3 separate regions of the Zea mays genome follow, and all the other regions are linked to region 1. The links are chromatin contacts, called in public Hi-C maps. All regions are on one chromosome and are shown on one strand. Each heading gives the region's core, a stretch centred on a gene start, on an enhancer-like site or on the middle of the called end of the contact. The rest is flanking DNA. Distances are from core to core; before and after follow the strand shown.

What was found. A called contact is a pair of places that touch in the nucleus more often than the background predicts.
Region 2: a Hi-C map of leaf shows a contact between it and region 1, with 2.8 times the contacts expected there. The contact joins the promoter of LOC100284440 here to the promoter of LOC100384258 in region 1. A contact is called at or near these places in 3 of 25 Hi-C or Micro-C datasets (bundle sheath, leaf and tassel).
Region 3: a contact with region 1 is called in a Hi-C map of endosperm, with 2.9 times the contacts expected there. The contact joins the promoter of LOC100283530 here to the promoter of LOC100384258 in region 1. A contact is called at or near these places in 2 of 25 Hi-C or Micro-C datasets (bundle sheath and endosperm).

The regions. Positions count from the first base shown.
Region 1 is chr4:200,879,495-200,883,290 of Zm-B73-REFERENCE-NAM-5.0, reverse strand. It overlaps LOC100384258, which reads right to left and starts at 1,971. Exons shown (of 4, transcript NM_001176824.1): 1 at 783-1,971; 2 at 570-702; 3 at 402-486. The coding sequence starts at 1,762.
Region 2 is chr4:201,140,117-201,143,861 of Zm-B73-REFERENCE-NAM-5.0, reverse strand. It overlaps LOC100284440 (protein binding protein), which reads left to right and starts at 1,337. Exons shown (of 3, transcript NM_001157335.2): 1 at 1,337-1,814; 2 at 1,930-2,186; 3 at 2,289-3,125. The coding sequence starts at 1,595. The coding sequence ends at 2,741.
Region 3 is chr4:201,250,331-201,253,980 of Zm-B73-REFERENCE-NAM-5.0, reverse strand. LOC100283530 reads left to right here and starts at 1,793. Exons shown (of 2, transcript NM_001371946.1): 1 at 1,793-2,233; 2 at 2,378-3,456. The coding sequence starts at 1,949. The coding sequence ends at 3,205.

The DNA.
Region 1 (3,796 bases), core at 722-3,221:
AAAAAGGCTGTAGAACTTAGCATATGCAGCCGGTTGTGATGTACAAAGTACATTGTTATGTATGCAGCTTAAGTAATACCAAAACTCAACCCAGAAGTTTATTATATCCCACATGGAAAAACTCCAAATGGCTATACTCTATACTAACATTAATCTGAAGAACGAGATGCGTCAACCACAAAACAAAACAAAAATACTGTCACAAGATTTACAACAGCAAGCAATCCATGCATAAGGAACTTCTATGAGCAACTTGGCAACTGAATTTTGGAAATCCAACCGAATGACCAAAGCAAGGTACATTAGTCATTTGTTAGCTTTTGAAGCAAGAAATTCTTGCTTTTATCCATTGCCACTAGGAAACATGGGGCCAATGCAGATGAGTATCACAACAAGCTTACCATCTCTCAGCTGTGCTTGTTGCTCCATGGCTTGCAGCCTAATTTTCAACTCGTTGTTCTGAGTAGCCAGTCCAGCTGAGTCCCTCTGCAAACAAGCACAGCAAGGTCAACTTAAAAACATCACATTAGAGGTTGAATCGAAATCCCCAGCAGCTCTAGAGAACAAACCTGCAGCATTGTCAACTGTGCTGAGAGTGTCGTAGCCTCTGTCTGCAGCACTTGCACCTTATGCTCAAGCTCCTGAATGTACCTCATCTTGCGCTCCTTTGACCTTGCTGCTGACTGCCGATTTGCCAGAATCCTGAAAAAAAATCCCACGAGTCAGAATGCCCAATTTCAGGAAATGAGAGAAATTTACCCAGTATATGAAGAAATGCACACCTCTTGACCCTCTTAGGATCCGTCAAAGCTATCTCAGCAAGCCGCTCATTCGCCATGATTTTCTTCTTCTCGGACTCAGTAAACTCTCCATTGGAGAACTCCATGTCAAACAGCGCGACAGCACCACCTTCCAGTGAGCCGCTCCCGCTCCTAGTGAGGCTGCCACTGGCACGAGGAGACGGCAGCGGCAGCTTTGGAGACTCATCCCCTGCGGCGAAGTTGAGCTTGCCCATGAAGCTGTCCATGGACAGGCTGCGACAATGGCGGGACTTGCCCCCGTCCTTCCTGTCCGCCGACGTGGACTGGCTCTCCGCCTCGTTCTCGCTGCTCTCCGCCGCGCTCCCGGCGCGCGTGGTGCCGCTGGCGCGGCTGTCGCGGTCGTCGTGGCGGTCCTCAGAGGAGTTGAGCGGGTCCAGACCGTCCAGGTCCATGTAGGCGTTGACGAGGTCGAAGAAGGCGGCGTCATCGCCGTCGCCGCCCTCGGCCGCAGTGGCGACCTCGCGCTTGACCGGTGCCGGCGGGGGCAGCGGCGGGCTGAGCTGCGCGAGGCCGAAGGGGATGTCGCTCTGCGAGCGGCGGTGGCCGGACCTCCTGGGCGGCAGGCCGAGCGGCGGCGGCGGGTCCGAGGTCGACGGCGGCGGGGAGGGCGCCGGCACGGCGGGCGCGGCGCCCAGATCAGCGTACGGCGGCGGCGGCGGCGGGAGCGAGTCGAGCGAGAAGAAGAGCGGCTGGGAGAGCGAGAGCGCGTGGTGCGCGGCGGCGCCTGGCGAAGAGATCTGGCCGTAGGGCGACGGGAGGCGCGCCTGCGGGTGCGCCGGCGGCCGGAGCGACGGCGAGAGGCGGCGGTGCCCGGACGCCGCGGCGGCGGAGGCCAGGTCGAGCGGGGCCGGCGAGCGCGGCACCGGCGGCTGCCCCGCGAGCTGTGGCGAGAGGTGGTGGCGCGCGGCGGCGGGGTCGGCGGAGGCGCTCGGGTCACCCATCGCGGCGCTACACTCTGGAACGTCCGGAGCTGGAACTGCCGGAATGCCGGCGGCGAGCGCGAGGGGGGAGCAAGCGGAGGCAACGCCGCGCCGGCCTGCTGCAGCTGGAGGAGATGGCGCAGTGGATGAAGGAGGAGGCGCACACGGAGTCCAGTCGCCCAGGCGAGGAGAGCGAGCAAGAGCAAAGCTATCACTAGAAACAAAACACGCACACACTGACAGAAGCAATCGATAATTTCCTGGTTTAATTTTCCTTCTGGAGGGCTTAATCGGTGGTGGGTTCGCCATTCGCGTGTGCATGTGTGGCCCTACGCGGGGGTTACGTGACGCGTGATCCTATTGGTGGAAATCTCCAATCAGTCCCTCCTTTCCAGCGCTTATTTATTCCCTTCACATCGCTCACGCCTGATGCGTATCGAGTCCGGCCGAAGGGTATTCCGGGAAATTTGGCTGTGGGGTTCGGTCGTCGATGATTGTTGGCGCCGCAATTAGTGGGGCTACTTAATTTGGGTCGGACCATCTGGTATGGACGTGGACCGTGGACTACGCTTCCTCCCACTCTCCACATGGGGTCTTGACTTGCTCCGTGATCGGGTGGACTGCGATTTTACAATCGCCCTCGTGGGGCCTCAATTTCTGGTTGCAAATTGGATTTGTTTTTATGGTAAATAGGTGGGATTTGCTTGTTTTCAACATGATTCATGGGATATATATATATATATATATATATATATATATATATATATATATATATATATATGATATACTAGGCGGGTGTACATGTGTTGTAAAAGACCATTACATTGCAACCATAAATACTATGCAGACTTCTATATATGATAGTTAGGTGTTCGTGCGTTGTTATGGTTTCTATATATCATTTAAATGGATGTTATGACAATCATTTTAAGTAGCAATATACTATATGTTACCATGAAGCGTTGGTGCCATACAACAACATTTGAATGTTATTGTTAAGTAGCAATATACTCTATGCCAGACGTTTAACCTTTTTCCAAAAATATAGAAACCTGTAAATTAGAAACAGATGCTAGATGTACTCTAGCGTCACTTGCACTAAGATGAATGACAACAAAATTACCATTCTAAATCTAGCGTCAGTTGCACTAAGATGAATGACAACAAAATTACCATTCTAGACGAACAAAACTTTAGAGTCCACAAGAATGTCATCAGTACACTGCTACAGGTGCATTAAGGCAGAAAGCAACACAAGGCTAACATAAAGTTTCAAGTCACATGCATTGCATGATAAAAAAAATAAGTTACCGCAAAAACAGATGGTACAACCAATGTCGTTATAAACCTTATACTGGAACAATAACACAGGCTCTTATCTCATCTCATAAGATAAAGACTTCATACCTCAAGATAGGAGTAGAGCCCACGAGGGACGCCTCTGCCGCTATCTCTTCGGTCACCACCGCTCTGCGGTGGCCATGGAGGCGACATTCCACTAGGGTGTTGCCAATAAACAGAAGAACTTGCTATCATGAATTGCATATATGGACTTAGGCGGACATTGAGCTTCAATGGGTGTTTTAAAATGTAATGTTGGAGCAAATGGATTCTTGGGGAGAAGCACCTGCAAAAAATAATAACTAATAGGATGTTTAGAAACAAAGATTGATGACAAACATCATATCTATGACGATAACACTCATCTACATGTGGAGAACTGATAGTCGCCTAGAGGGGGGGTGAATAGGGCGAAACTGAAATTTACAAATATAAACACAACTACAAGCCGGGTTAGCGTTAGTAATAAAGAAACGAGTCCGCGAGAGAGGGTGGAAAAACAAATCGCAAGCGAATGAAGAGTGTGACACGTGGATTTGTTTTACCGAGGTTCGGTTCTTGCAAACCTACTCCCCGTTGAGGAGGCCACAAAGGCCGGGTCTCTTTCAACCCTTCCCTGTCTCAAACGATCCCACGGACCGAGTGAGCTTTCTCTTCTCAATCACTTGGAACACAAAGTTCCCACAAGGACCACCACAAGTTTGGTGTCTCTTG
Region 2 (3,745 bases), core at 88-2,587, 260 kb before region 1:
CCGGGGATCGGAGAACGGCCGGTGGGTGCGGTGTCGCCGTGCTGCGGCTGAGGTGAGGACCGCGACCACATACCTCGCCGGCGGGGTCGGGGTCGGGGTCAGAGGGCGTGGGTGGGTTACGCGGTCCCTTTCTTTCCGATCAGGTCCGCGCGCGCTGCCAATGCGATCCGATCCTGTGGACGTCTAGGCTAGCTCCCACGGATTCCCACGCCCGCCCGCGCGCGCTGTCGGTGGCGTGGCGTCCCGGGGGCCGGGGCCTTGGCCTTTGCACTTCACGGGGACTCTGGATGCGACCAAAGACTGGCAGGTGGGGCCCCGTACGCGACACCGAATCCAAGAGCGGCATCGAGCACTTGGGAGTTGGGATGCTAATCCATGGGCTCCAACGACGTACCCGGCCGCCGGAGTAGTAATGATTGAATGGATAATCCAGCTGTTGTAGTTTGCAAGCCATGATTCAAAAAAAAAAAAAACGCATAGATGAGCACTGCAGATCGATGACGAGGATGAATCCATCATATATACGCTCACGGCTCACCAGGAACCGACACTTGCCGCCCCGCCGTGGCAGCCGCCTGCACACCCCAACCGACGTGAAGGGTGCAGCACGCACGCACGCACGGACACGCTGACCGACGCAGTGGTCCGGTGTGCACACGAAGCAAGCAAGCAGCTCGTCCCATCCGCAGGGCAAAAGAAAAGTAAAAAGAAAAAAGAAAGCCTGAAGCGGAACCGGGCAGTAGGAGAAGCGGGGACCTGGATCGGGTTCGGGGAGGGAACGGGCGGACGGACGGACGGCTGGGGTTCCGGCTCCGGCAGTCCTGCTCGGAGCTTGCTTGGAGGCGAAGGCCGGCAACGAGAGCGAGGAGACGAGACGAGACCGACCCCGGCGTCCCGAGCAAGGCTTGCAGGTCGAGGCCACCAACCACGGCCGGGGCCGGCCACGCGCGCACCTGTCGCAACCACCCACCTCACCCAACGCGCGCGTCGACCGGGAGGGCCAGGGGACGCCGCACCGGCACGGCGGCACCCCGCGTCGTCGATCTGCTCTGCTCCTTCTCACGGCGCCACGCCGCCACCGGACCCGGTTGGACGGCAATACAACGCCATCAGTGTCAGTGATCAGTCAGTCCATCGGAGTTCTTTTCAGCGTCCAGTTGTACAGTGCGGGCGCCGCAGTACAGTACAGCTACAGCACCCCACACCCGGTCCATTGCATTGCATTTCATCGCGAGGAGGCGCCCCGAACTGTGGATGGCTAGCTTGCTTCGCTAGCTAGCTTCCCCAGTATAAATATTCTGGTGCGGGCAGCTCCGGTCTGCCCCTTAGTTGTATCCTCTCCTCCTCCTTGGACCTCCCATCTTCCTTCCTCTTCGTTCGTTTCTCCAACCGAAGCTTACCGGCATTCGCTCCTGGTTTTCCGGCCAAGAACCGATTTTTTTCCGGTTCCGGCGTAGCAGCAGGCAGCTAGCTTGCCACCAGCTGATTCATTGCCTCTACTAGTGTTTTTCCTGAGCTCGGTGGGGTGATCGGTCGATCGGCCGCCGCTCGAGACACGTACGTACGTACGTACCCGATCGAGGGTCGCTCCAAGATGATGATGAGCGGGAACCGGAAGCAGAGGGTGGCATTGTCGCCGGTGAAGGAGGCCGCCGCGGTGCCCAAGGAGGAGGTGTGGGAGGTCCGGCCCGGCGGGATGCTGGTGCAGAAGCGGAGCCCCGACGCGGACCCGCCGCCTGTGCCCACCATCCGCGTCAAGGTCAAGTTCAACGGCGTCTACCACGAGATCTACATCAATTCCCAGGCATCCTTCGGTAATGCCGCCGCCGCTGGCGCCACTATCTATCTATCTATCTATCTATCTATCTATCTATCTACGCGATACATACTGAATGGAGAGCGGGTGATGTCATGAACGAACGAACGCAGGCGAGCTGAAGAAGCTGGTGTCGGAGAAGACGGGCCTGCACCCGGACGACCAGAAGGTGGTGTACAAGGACAAGGAGAGGGACTCCAAGGCGTTCCTGGACATGGCCGGCGTCAAGGACCGGTCCAAGATGGTGATGCTGGAGGACCCCGCCGCCAAGGCCAAGCGCCTCCTGGAGGAGCGCCGGACCAGCAAGGCCGAGCGCGCCGCCAAGGCCATCGCCCGCGTCGCCCTCGACGTCGACAAGCTCGCCACCAAGGTGCGTGTTCATCCGTCCGTCGTCGCCACCAGATCGACCAGCAGGCCGCGTTGGCTGATGGGTCGGTTGGTCACTCTGTCTGGTCTGTCTCTCGATCGGCAGGTGTCGGCGCTGGAGACGGTCGCGAGCAAGGGCGGCAAGGTCGTGGACGCGGACGTGGCGACGCTGACGGAGGCGCTGATGCGCGAGCTGGTGGAGCTGGACTCCATCGCCGCCGACGGGGACGCCAAGGCGCAGCGGCGGGCGCAGGAGAGGCGTGTGCAGAGGCACGTGGAGACGCTGGACGCCATCCGCGCCAAGAACAAGGCGGCGGCGCCCAGCAGCAACAGGACACGGCGGCCAGCGCACCTCCCGCCGCGCCCGCAGAACCAGCAGCGGCGGCAGTTCCAGCCGCCGGCGCCCACCACGGCGACGGCGCCGGCGCCGCAGACCCAGACGGCGGCGAGCTGGGACTCGTTCGACCTCCTGTCGTCGGTGCCGCCGTCGACGTCGGCGGCGGCCCCAGTGACGAGCACCACCACGCCGTCCCCGCGGTTGGAGTGGGAGCTCTTCTAGAGGGCTCCAGGCGCCAGCCTGCCTGTCTGGGCCGTGGGCCCCTGGCCCCCTCTCCTCCCGCCACATGTGTGCTTGTCCATCGGCTCGGCTCGGCTGGGCCGGTACCTTGGCCATGGTGTGCATGTTTGTCAATCGCCATTCTTTGCTTTCCCGTCCCTTTTGTTCTTTCGTTCTTTCTTTTTTTTCCTCATGTCCTTTTTATTAAGTATATTGTGCATGATCTCCATGCATCCACTAAAAAAGGGGCAACAACTGCAGTAGCTAGCTAGTAGTAGTGAACACAACAGAAGCGTGCGTCCATGGTGTCTGTCGTCGTCTGCAAATAAGTGGTGTGGCCTTGTTGCAACCGTACCGATGATGATGAAGGATTTTTTTTTTTGGCCATGACCGTCCGTCCATAATACGTGTATGTATAGTAGTTGCAGAAAGTCGATCAGTCAGTGTATATATAGTGTACATGAATCAAACAAACAAAGCTCTCAACACACGCGTCTCTGGCCTGGCCTGGCTGGCTCTCATATGTGTTCAAAGTCGCTCGTCACGTTTTGGCTTTGCTTCCAGCTGTGTGGGCATCTCGCATCTGGCAGGGCCGTTAGGCTATCCGCACTCATTCTACTCTAAATTTCTACTCTAAAAGAAATATTCTATCCTCATCATCAAGATTCTCTACCCTATATCATAATCTACTGCAGTCATATTTACTCCATACATCAACTCTATACCAATCACCACATATATTATATATCTTTTTTTTTGTCCCCTACTGCCACACCGGCTGATGGCGCTCGGCACCGTACCTGCTGCATGGACGTGTGGACTGATAGAGTAAAAAAGCATCGACGCTGTAAATAGCGTTTTGTTTGCCCCCCATAAGTTTACAGCTACCTATAGAGTACTCCACTGCAGTAAAATTTTACTCTATACCTAGCCTTATATTGGTGGCGTCTTCTTTACAGTATATCACTGCGGGTAGCCTTAGTGTTAGCGGTTTGGACGAACTCGCC
Region 3 (3,650 bases), core at 544-3,043, 370 kb before region 1:
TTGTTATATAAAAATGGTACTAATATATACACTCAAGTCACATCTAAAAATATCCATACCAAGAAACAAGTAAATAAAAAGATATATGTTACAGTATTATCTTAAAAAATTCTTCTAACAAGTTTAAATATAATCGTATTGTGAAGACTTAGGGTTTAAGGTTCGTGGCTTCTAACTCTTCCACGTTTCACATACGCTACTACAGGTAAGGGTGAAAACAGTCGGTAATTGTCGGAAAAAGCTCTGACCGTTTTCATTCGTATAATTTTTTGTTCGGTCGAAATTGGTAAACGGGAAAGTCGAAAACGGATAACGACCGGTAAATTCCGGTATATCGAAAACGGTAACTGTAATCGGAAAAGCTCACAATAAACAAATCCTAACCACACAGTTGTTCATTCACATCCACATACAAGTCTCATTCATAAAAGTACACAAAACACAATCTTGTCCACATATAATTGGTCATACACGCATACATATCCACTGAAGTTTTAAAACACACAACACATAAGTCTTAAAACACACGATACATAAATCTTAAAACACGATTGTTTATTCACATCCACATACAAGTCTCAACCAACACAAATACACAATACATAGTCATGACCACACATAAATAATCATATATGTTCACTGAAGTTTTAACCACGTAGTATATAAGTCTTAAACACATGATACATAAACTAGAAATCATGTGGCATGTCGTCTAGATCACTTGATATATCTTCTATGACATCTGAAACCCTAATCCCTAAACCCTAAGAGGTATAGTTCTTGCCTCCTTGGTTGTTTTGTGGATCGGGAAAATACGGTTAAAATACGGGAAAATACTGGATTTTCCTGAGAAATCCGAAAAATTGACGGTAAATATGTCTCACCGTTTACCGTACCGTTTTCGTAATAATATATCATGTTTCCGTCCCGTTTTCCGTACATCCCGAAAATCTGAAAATGGTCGAAAAAATTCGGTAAACGGTACCGAATTTTTTCGACCATTTACATCCTTAACTACAGGGGTCGTGCACCGTGGAGGACGGTCATAGGCTTTCAAGTGTACACAGTACCTAAAGTTCCAAAATTCATCCATGAATCACATGGACGCCCCTATACCGTACGGGAAACAGTGCAGCATCGCCAAGCCGCCAAGCAAGGACCAGCTGTCGTGTGTGTAGCGCCATCCACCAAGCACCTATCCGTATCAGGACTACTAGTGCAGTCGGGGGATCAGGATCAGCAAAATATCTCAGACTCGGCAACTCAAAAGGCTGTGCTTTGGACGAAAGAAATCTTCTTAATCTAAAGTCGGTCGTAGAAAAAAAAATATCTACGCTCCTTCGTCTGTAGACTAGTCACAAAAGCTGTCACGCTTGCTTAAATTAACTTGCACCATTAATGTACGGAAGCCACCAGACCATCCCTGTGTCCCCACAGAAACAAATCCTACACGACTGCATCAAGCAAAGGTTTCTGTCGCTGGCCATGGTAGCGCCAACAAATTTCCGATTTTATAAAATGGCCAGGGGGCCCCACCGGCGCCCGAACGAGACGTGACCCGACCCAAGATTCCTCCGCTGGGCTTGAAGCTTCCAGAACAACGAACAGGGGGGCAAAAACAACGAAACCTTCTCGCAGTTTCGTCGCCCCACCCCACCCCACCCGCGACGCGGGCGACTTGGCTTCCGCGCCCGGTCGGTCTTGCCCGGCAGCCGGCACGAGTGGCTGGCGAGGCGGGTCGCCCTCGCCATATTAGCGCCTCCCTCCTCCTCCTCCTGCTCCTGCGCGCCCCTGCTCGTAATCCTAACCGCCCTGGTTTCTCTACACGCTACGGGACCGGTAACTTCTAGAACCCACCACCTTCCATCCTTCCTTCCTTTCCTCTCTCTCTCTCTCTCTCCTCGCGCCCACGGTGCCCGCCAGCCAGATCCGCGCGTTCACCGGCGCCATGGCCGCCGAGCATGCCACCGCCGCGGTGGGTGAGCCGCCTCCCGCCACGTCGCAGCCGGCGGAGGGCGTGACGGCGGCGGCGGGCCAGAGGTCCGTGCCCACGCCGTTCCTCAGCAAGACGTACCAGCTGGTGGACGACCCGGCGGTGGACGACATCATCTCGTGGAACGACGACGGGTCTGCCTTCATCGTGTGGCGCCCGGCGGAGTTCGCGCGCGATCTGTTGCCCAAGTACTTCAAGCACAACAACTTCTCCAGCTTCGTGCGCCAGCTCAACACCTACGTGAGCGCCCCGTCCCGTTGCATCCATCGTTTCGTCTCGGTCTCTTACTCTCTTTCCGTGCTGTGTATGAGTGTGTCTATCACTCTATCCGCGTGGCGCTCACTGTTTGTTGTCATCCGGGGTATCCCAATCCCACGGGTGCAGGGGTTCAGGAAGATCGTGCCGGACAGGTGGGAGTTCGCGAACGACTGCTTCCGCCGAGGGGAGAAGCGGCTGCTCTGCGACATACACCGCCGGAAGGTGTCGCCGGCCACGGGGGCGGTCACGGTGGCCGCCGCCGCTGCGGCCATCCCGATGGCGCTGCCCGTGGGCTCTCCGGTGTACTCCGGCGAGGAGCAGGTGCTGTCAAGCTCGTCCCCGGAGCCCCCGTCGCTGCAGCAGCACCCGCCGGCGCCGTCCGGGTCGGGCTCCGGCGGGGTGGTCTCGGGCGACGTGGGCGAGGAGAACGAGCGGTTGCGGCGGGAGAACGCGCGGCTGGCGCGCGAGCTCGGACAGATGAAGAAGCTCTGCAACAACATCCTCCTCCTCATGTCCAAGTACGCCGCCACTCAGCAGCCGGACGCCGCCAAGGAGGCGGCCGCCGGGAACTGCACCGGCGAGTCGTCGGATGCCGCCGCGGCGCCTCCGCTCCCTTCGATCCTGGAGCTCCTACCCTCGTGCCGCGCCGACCCCGCGCCCGCTGCAGCCGGAACGGATCACGAGGATGACGAAAAGGCGGGCGCTAGGCTGTTCGGCGTCTCCATCGGGCGGAAACGAATGCGGGACGAGAGCGACCACCACGCCGGCGTCTGCGCAGCGGAGGTGAAAGCCGAGCCGGTGGACGCGCGTCCCGACCAGCAGCGGCAGCGCAACGCCACGGAGCCGCAGTCGTGGCCCATTTACCGGCCCAGGCCTGTGTACCACCCGCTCCGGGCCTGCAACGGCTCGGGCAGCGCTGGGAGCGACCACGACGGGTCCAACGACTCGAGGTGACGGGAGCAATCGTCGATCTGCCCTCAGTAAATTAGTATTACACTTACTAATGGTACTAGGTAACTATATTACAGGTTAAACTAGGATGTGAGCTCTAAATCTCTAATTATGTGGGGATTTACTGACCGATCCTATGTAAAAATCTCCAGTGTTTATGTAGTTGATCTCATATTACTGCAAGTACCGAGTATCCTTTCTGTACCATAAAACTAGAGGTTAACTTATGCACAGTAGACTAATATTTTCTTTAAGCCACTTCAATTTTATGAGCTATTCTAATTTTTAGACAGCCAAACTATCTCAAAATTTATCTAATTTAAATAAGAAAATAATAATATTTATAATACTAAATGAGTATTATTAGATTTTTTATTGATGACATTATTTCTTAGTATATTTATTTGATGTTTTTTAGTTAAAATTGAGATGAAGCATCTTCACGAAG